Linked DNA regions of Sus scrofa: region 2 is linked to region 1. The links are chromatin contacts, called in public HiChIP or PLAC-seq maps. All regions are on one chromosome and are shown on one strand. The core of a region is the stretch at or near the end of the contact, and the rest is flanking DNA. Distances in the headings are between cores, read along the strand shown.

Region 1 (3,807 bases), core at 815-3,314:
GGATTCGTTAACCACTGCGCCACGACGGGAACTCCAGGTGAATCATTTTTTAAAGGAAGCACAGAAGAGAGTGGCAGGCCATGAACAGGATGGGCCCAGTAGGCAGGGTTCTGGGCCCCCACCTTCAAGCAAGCAGCCCATCTTCCTGTCCAGAACATGAGAGGTTCCGGATGAAGAGCTCTCATGCAAGGCTGGTGCACAGGCCCTCCATCCTGCTGATGCAGTAGGCGAGCCTCAAGGCCACCTCACTCCACCCCACTCCCAGCACAGCCCCAGCAGAGCCCTCCCTAACAGCCCAGAGAAACTGATGAAAATCCCACCTCTAGCCCCAAGAAAATACACACAGGCTCATAAAACACAGAGTTAGGAATACAGAACCTCGGGCCTGGTAAGAGCAGCAGCCCCCCCCCCCCCCGCCGTGCTGAGTGCTTACTGTATGCTCGGCACTCTGCTCAGTACTGCAGATGTGCTGCTGCATTTAAGACCCATGCCTACTGCTGGAGGGAAGGACAATTTCCTTTTCTTAAACAATGAAGCTGAGGGTTGGCAAGGGTGAATGGGCAGCACAAGAATATCAGGTAGGAGGCAGAACTGAGTTCCCTGGTGGCTCAGTAGGTTAAGGACCAGGCACTGTTGCTGCTGTGGCAGGGGTTTCATCCCTAGCCCGGAAACTTCTGCATTCAGTGAGCACAGCCAAAAAAAAAAAAAAAAAAAAAAAAAGAGTAAGACTCAGCCCTGGATGTTTGCCTCCACCGCTGGCACAGAGCAACCGCTGCCAAGTGTCGAGTGGTAGTGGCTGAGTGTCGGTCACGGCCACCTGCCCCACGGGTATCACCATCGGCCCTCCTCTAGCTCCCCCACACCCCATCTAGCTCTTTTCTTACCGTCCCCCTTCCGCCACTTCCCACCACTTCTCATTAGGCAAAATGAGGAAACCAAGTATTGTGACACACAGCGGGTGGGGGATGTTGGAAGGAGAGCAAATAGATCAAAGATGCCTGCAGGAAGCCCCCAGAGAGACAAGAGCTTTCGAACCCAGACCCATTACATTCCCAAGTGGGCCTGGCAAGATGCTATGGTGTGGTGGCCTGTCCTGCTCCCGTGAGGGGCCCTCCAGCATGTATCACTCTTGATCTGCGGTGCAGAACAAGGGAGAGGGTGGAGGGAACAGGATGGGCAGGGTACTGGTGTGAAGTTTGCCCTCTAAGGAAGTAGCCTCCCACCAGCCCACCCAGACTCTAGCTTCCCTCTCTCCTCCACCCCCCACTTCCCCACTCAGTTGACCACAGCTCCTCCCTCACCCTCAGAGCAGCCACCTGTCCCTTCATGGCCTGTCAATCCCTTTCAGGCAAGGAGCAGAGAGACCCAGGAAGACTCCCTGGAGGAGGAGTCATTTAAGCTGAGACCTGAAGAGCTGATCAGATCAAATACTATCCATTGCCAAGCAGCCAAGCAGAGAGCAAAGACGGGATGGAGGGATTGAAGGAAGGCCGCGTAGACAGGTGTCGAAGGGGAAGGAATGGGAGGTCACATGTAGGGGAGAGCTGACCTGTCGCTTCAGAATCAAGCTCGGCGTCGCCAACATCCTAGGGCTGCGACCCCACAGAGTCCGACCTCAAGCACTGCGCACCGCCGTTCCACCCCAGCTTGGTTCGGTTCCACCCCCCTGAGTATCTGTGCTCACTGAAGTCCCATCACCGGGGTCGGCCAACCCCCTTCAGAAGCAAAAAACCGTGTCCCCAAGAAGTTGCAGGGTAGCCCCAGAGCACACAGCTTGGGCAGCGGCAGCTTCGGGATTCGAACCCCGGGCACAGCGTCCCGGGTTTCTAACGCTCTGGAAGAGAGAACCTGATCCGCAGCGGGGTCGGGAGGTCGGAGGGGTCTCGGCCCTTCACTCACCCTGGAAGTAGACACCCGAGCAGACCCGCAGTACTCGCGGCAGGGAGGCGGGGTCCAGGGCGCGCACGTAGTCCTGCAGCGACACAGGTTCCATGGTCCGCGCAGCTCGCGGGACCTGATCGAGTGGCCCGCTCGCCGCCGCCGGGCCCTGCACCCTCCCCTCGGCCGGCCCAGCGGGGCGGAGTCGGGGCCAGAGCCCCGCCCAGGGGCGTGAGGGCCGCGACCTTGCGCTCCAGCACGCGCCGCCTCCCTCTCCAGGACTCAGGTTCCCCGACCTCTACGGGGGGTTTGCAGGACCCGGCTCTCACATTGGTGGCACGATTTGGAGGGTCCAAATCAGGACCTGACCCCCGAGAGGCTCTGAGTAAATAAAAGCTGGTCCCCACGTGCCCAGTCGTCAGTGATGTACCCCATCGTGGAGGAAGGACGAGGATGAAGATGAAGGAACCCCCCCGCCCCCTGCATTCCCCCGGTCCTCACAGCAGAACCGGGAAAGGAAGTCCGCCCGCGCCGAGTAGTTCTGGGTCTCACAGGAAAGGAGCAGCCTTGCCTTTTGAGTCTGAGGAGGGAGGTAGAGCGTCAGGTCGCCTGAATCCCTCTGCGGGACACTCCAAGCCCTCTACTCACTGGGGACTCATTACCTTTCCAGGATGCTCTACCCTCTGGACAATTCTCCTGAAAAATTCTTCCTTGAGCTAAAAATCTGCTTAGGAAAGAGACCAACCACTTCCAGTGAACAAAGAAGAAATAGATAAGTCTTTTCCTTGTCCCTCGACAGTCAAACTGAGGTTTAAATCCCAGCTCCTCCTCTTGCTTGTTATATAACTTTAGGCAAATCACTTCAATTTTTGAGTTTTCGTTTCCTCATCTGTAAAATGGAGGAAAGAATCTTTTCTGAGCTGGTTGTGAGGATTAAGTGAGATGATACGGATATTGTGCAAAAAGCTCGATTTCATTTTTTGTCACTCTAAAAGTAGTAGAAGACTACTACACTTATCTGTGTAATTATTTGCTTAATTGCTCTTCAATCATTAGACAGAAAAATACTTCCTTGCACTAGATTCCTGAAGTTGAATTTCTGGGTCAAACGGTGTGTGCGTGTGTGCGCGCATGTGTGTGTGCGCGCATGTGTGTGTGCGCGCGCGCGCGCGTGTGTGTGTGTGTGTGTGTTTTGTTTGGGGTTTTTTTTGTTTTTGTTTTTTTTTGTCTTTTTACCTTTTCTAGGGCTGCTCCCACAACATATGGAGGTTCCCAGGCTAGGGGTCAAATCAGAGCTGTTGCTGCTGGCCTTCGCCACAGCCACAGCAACGGGGGATCCAAGCCGCGTCTGTGACCTACACCACAGCTTACGGCAGCGCCAGATCCTTAACCCACTGAGCAAGGGCAGGGATCGAACCCGAAACCTCATGGTTCCTTGTTGGATTCATTAACCACTGCACCACAACAAGAACTCCAGTGTGTGTGTTTTTGCAGCCTCGAAGGGTATATTTCAGTCCTAGTGAACAGCTGCTGAGTCTCTGCTGGGCCCAGCAAGATAAAGAAGGAGAGAGACGTTTGCAAGAGCTGAGAGCAGCAGAACACAGAGGATGCAAGGGGCCTCGGGCTCAGAAGGAGGGTTGGCTAAGCAGAGCAGATGGGATGGAGAGGGACATTTCCACAGGTTTCCAGAAGCATCACCAAGGGATTCTCTGAGCACCTACTCTGAGCAGGCCCTATACAACCTTTCACTTGTTTGTTTAATCCTCCCTGTAAGTAGGCAAGACAAAAATCATTCCCCCTTTACAGATGAGGAAACTGAGGCTCAGAAAAGTGAAGGGACTAGCCTAAGATCATGCAAAGAGAGAGTGGAGATGCTAGGATTTTAACCCAGCTCTGCTGCTCCTCCAGCAGGCTGGAGGAAATGGCAGT
Region 2 (3,807 bases), core at 516-3,015, 50 kb before region 1:
GAGCATTATTATAAACAATATTGCAGCAAACATCTCTTGGGGCAGGGGAGATTACTCTTAACCACTAAGACCCTGGGTTTGGGAAGGGGGTGCCCACTGGCATTTGGACTTCTTTTTTTTTTTTTTTTTTTTGTATTTTTGCCATTTCTTGGGCCGCTCCCGAGGCATATGGAGGTTCCCAGGCTAGGGGTCGAATCAGAGCTGAAGCCGCCTGCCTACACCAAAGCCACAGTAACACGGGATCCAAGCCGAGTCTGCAACCTACACCACAGCTCACGGCAATGCCGGATCCTTAACCCACTGAGCAAGGCTAGGGATCGAACCCGCAACCTCATGGTTCCTAGTGGGATTCATTAACCACTGAGCCACAACAGGAACTCTGGCATTTGGGCTTCTAAGAAAACATTTAAAAGTGAAGGAGTCAGGGGGTGAGTGAAGATTTTTTCAGTCAGTCCTAAACCTCCAGTCAGCCTGGCGAGGCCCTGAGTCTGCTTTATTATTCTCCATAACACTTGTTATTTCCTGGAATACGTATTTTCTTTTCTTTTCTTTTTTTCTTTTTTTTTTTTTTTTTTTTTTTTTCTTTTTAGGGCCACACCCGTGGCATATGGAGGTTCCCAGGCTAGGGGTCTAATCGGAGCTTCAGCTGCCGGCCTACACCACAGCCACAGCAACGTGGGATCCTTAACCCACTGAGCACAGGCCAGGGATCGAATCTGCATCCTTATGGATGCTAGTCAGATTCGTTTCCGCTGAGCCACGATTGGAACTCCCTGGAATATGTATTTTCTTGTTGGCATGTCTTTTGGTCTGTTTCTCCCCCAGTGGAGAAATGCTTCACCAAGACTGAGACTTTGTTTCTTCTCATTTCTGCCACATCCCTGGTTCCTAGAATAGCCCATGATCCATGAAGGCCCCCAACCAATATGTGTTGAATGATTCATGAATCTGCCTGCCACCCTCTACCTCTATCAGCTGTCTGGCTTTTATGTACCCACACCTCTTAACAATGTCACTGTCCCTCTTGGGGCCAGCTGTCACCCCCACTTAAAATCTTCAGGCTCTATAAGAAAAGTATATATGTATAACTGGGTCACTTCGCTCTACAGCAGAAATTGGCACACAATATTGTAAATCAAATATACTTTCTTTTTTCTTTTTTCTTTTTGGGGCTGCTCCTGTGGCACATGGAAGTTCCCAGGCTAGGGGTCGACTCGGAGTGGCAGCTGCTGGCCTACACCACAGCTCATGATAATGCCACTGCACTGAGTTAAGGAAACTGCAACGTCATGGATACTAGTCGGGTTTGTTACTGCTGAGCCGCTATGGGAACTCCTCAAGTCTGCTTTAATAAAAAAAAAAATCTTCAGGCTCAAACAGCACCCCCACCACTCGCTAACTCTCTCACCCAGCCTCCCTGCCCAGCTCCCTGCCTTGCTATTTTAAGCAGTCTTTTAGCTTTCCGTGGGCAGTTTCTAGCAGCCCTCAACCCTAAGTTCAGAGTACAAAACAGAGAGATCACAGGCATTCGCAGTGCCTACCTTGTCCAGCTCTGGTGACTCCCCAGTGGGCCAGGAAAATCAGCAGCACAGGCAGCCTCATTCTTGGGGCTTGCCTCACGGAAACGTGGGGTCCTCCTGGAGCTGTCATTCGAGCCACGGGCTTCCTAAATAGGTGTTGGTGGCCACGAGCCAGAGCAGAACTTTCTGTCCTGCCACTGGGTGTACCAAATCACGGGAGGCGTCTGGCTCCTCTGACTTTTCATCCTTTGCCCAGCGGGGTGTGAGCGGGGTTTGCCCAAAGAGCTGCACCTGCCAGGCCTTTGGACTCTGAAGTTGGAAGCAGCACCCGTCCTGCCAGTTCTTCAGAGCATGTCAGTCCAGTCAGCAACTGGATTTTCTGGGAAACGCACCCGACTCCAGTCGCTCGCTGACAGGCAAATACCTACTTCAGAGTTTCCGTGTTGTATCATGCCCACAGAACAAACAGACCAGTATTAAATGTCTGGCCTTTGCCATCACAGGAACTTAGCTGCTAGTTGGAGATAGACATGCTTGACCACAGAGGAAACAAGACTTGAGTCATCTGCTCATTTATGCCAGGAACCAGGTCCCAGGGAAATGGCGGGGGCCCAGGGCAGGCCCTGCCCTCCAGAGGGCAGTAAACCACTGGACTGCAGTTCAGCGTGTTAGGTGGCTTGACAAGCCCAGATGAGAGATCTAACCTTCTGGGGAAAGTGACAGGAGGTGACTGGGAGGAGGTGACACAGGCTTCATCTCTTTTTTTATTTTTTACTTTTTTATTTTAAGGGCGGCCCCTGGGTCATAGGAAAGTTCCCAGGCTAGGGGTCAAATCAGAGCTATAGCCTCTGGCCTACACTGCAGCCACAGCAACTCAGGATCTGAGTCACATCTGCAACCCACACCATAGCTCAAGTCAACGTCGGATCCTTAACCCACTAAGTGAGACCAACTTCGTGGAAACTAATCGGGTTTGTTAACACTGAGCCACAATGGGAACCCCTCTTCTTTTATATTCAAAATTGATAAACATATTCAGAAGTAGAGAAAATTGTGTAAGGAACCCCCAGTACCCATCCTCCAGCAACCCTAGTTATGAACTCGTAGCCAGTCTTACTTTATCTGCACTCTAACCCAATCCCATTGAATTATTTAAAGAAAATTCCAGGGAGCATGTCGTTTTGCCCATAAACACTTTAGTATATATCTCAAAAAATAAGGACTCTTTTATTAAAAGAATGCATATGTATATATGCGTGTGTGTGTGTGTGTGATGGAATCACTTTGCTGTACAGCAGAACTTTTTTTTTTTTTTTTTTTTTTTTGCTTTTTAGGGCTGCACCTGCTGCATATGTAAGTTCTCAGGTTAGGGGTCCAATTGAAGGTGCAGTTACCTGCCTACACTACAGCCACAGCAATGCAGGATTCAAACCGCATCTTCAACCTACACTGCTTCTCACAGCAACGCCATATCCCTGACACACTGAGCGAAGCCAGGAATCAAACCTGCATCCTCATGGATACTAGTTGTGTTCATTACCACTGAGCTACAATGGGAACACCTCACACAGTGTTAGTAATCAAATAGACTTCAATAGAAAAAAAATGTAGTCAGAAAGCCTTGAATGGAGAGCTCTCACTCAGATACCACTCATTCCGGCCTTCATGAACAGCAGGAAGAAGGAAAATGAGAATGTTATTTTTCATCTGGTACAAGAGAGGACATTTTCACATAAGAATTTTGTCTCTTGCTTGAAAAAAATAAAAAAAAAGGAAAGGGGAGTTCCTATTTTGTCTCTTGCTTTAAAAAAAAAAAAAGGAAGGGGGAGCCACAATAGGAATCTGCAGATTAGGATGCAGATTAGATCCCCTGGCCTCGCTCAGTGGGTTAAAGATCTGGCATTGCTGTGGCTGTGGTGTAGGCCAGCAGCTGCAGCTCCAAATCAACCCCTAGCGTGGGAACTTCCATATGCCACAGGTGTGACCCTAAAAAGAAAAGGAAAAAAAAAAGGAAAAATTTAAAAATAAGTAAATAAAAGAGGAAAAAGGAACACCCCAATGTAAAACATTAATGAACTGAAAACTTTTATTTATCTTATTTTTTTTTTTGTCTTTTTTGCCATTTCTAGGGCCACTTCTGCGACATATGGAGGTTCTCAGCTAGGGGTCCAGTCGGAGCTGTAGCCGCCCGCCAACACCAGAGCCACAGCAACTCGGGATCCGAGCTGCATCTGCGACCTACACCACAGCTCACAGCAGTGCTGGATCCTTAACCCACTGAGCAAGG

What was found. HiChIP or PLAC-seq counts read pairs in DNA pulled down with a chosen protein or histone mark.
Region 2: a contact with region 1 is called in an H3K27ac HiChIP or PLAC-seq map of alveolar macrophages. The contact joins the promoter of SMPDL3B here to the promoter of THEMIS2 in region 1. A contact is called at or near these places in 1 of 5 promoter capture datasets (liver), 3 of 47 Hi-C or Micro-C datasets (embryonic fibroblasts, epiblast stem cells and fetal liver) and 2 of 2 datasets of contacts at active chromatin or transcription factors (alveolar macrophages and skeletal muscle).

The regions. Positions count from the first base shown.
Region 1 is chr6:85,009,136-85,012,942 of Sscrofa11.1, reverse strand. THEMIS2 (protein THEMIS2) reads right to left here and starts at 2,064. Exons shown (of 5, transcript XR_002344949.1): 1 at 1,900-2,064.
Region 2 is chr6:85,058,597-85,062,403 of Sscrofa11.1, reverse strand. It overlaps SMPDL3B (acid sphingomyelinase-like phosphodiesterase 3b), which reads right to left and starts at 1,765. Exons shown (of 9, transcript XM_003127737.5): 1 at 1,542-1,765. The coding sequence starts at 1,650.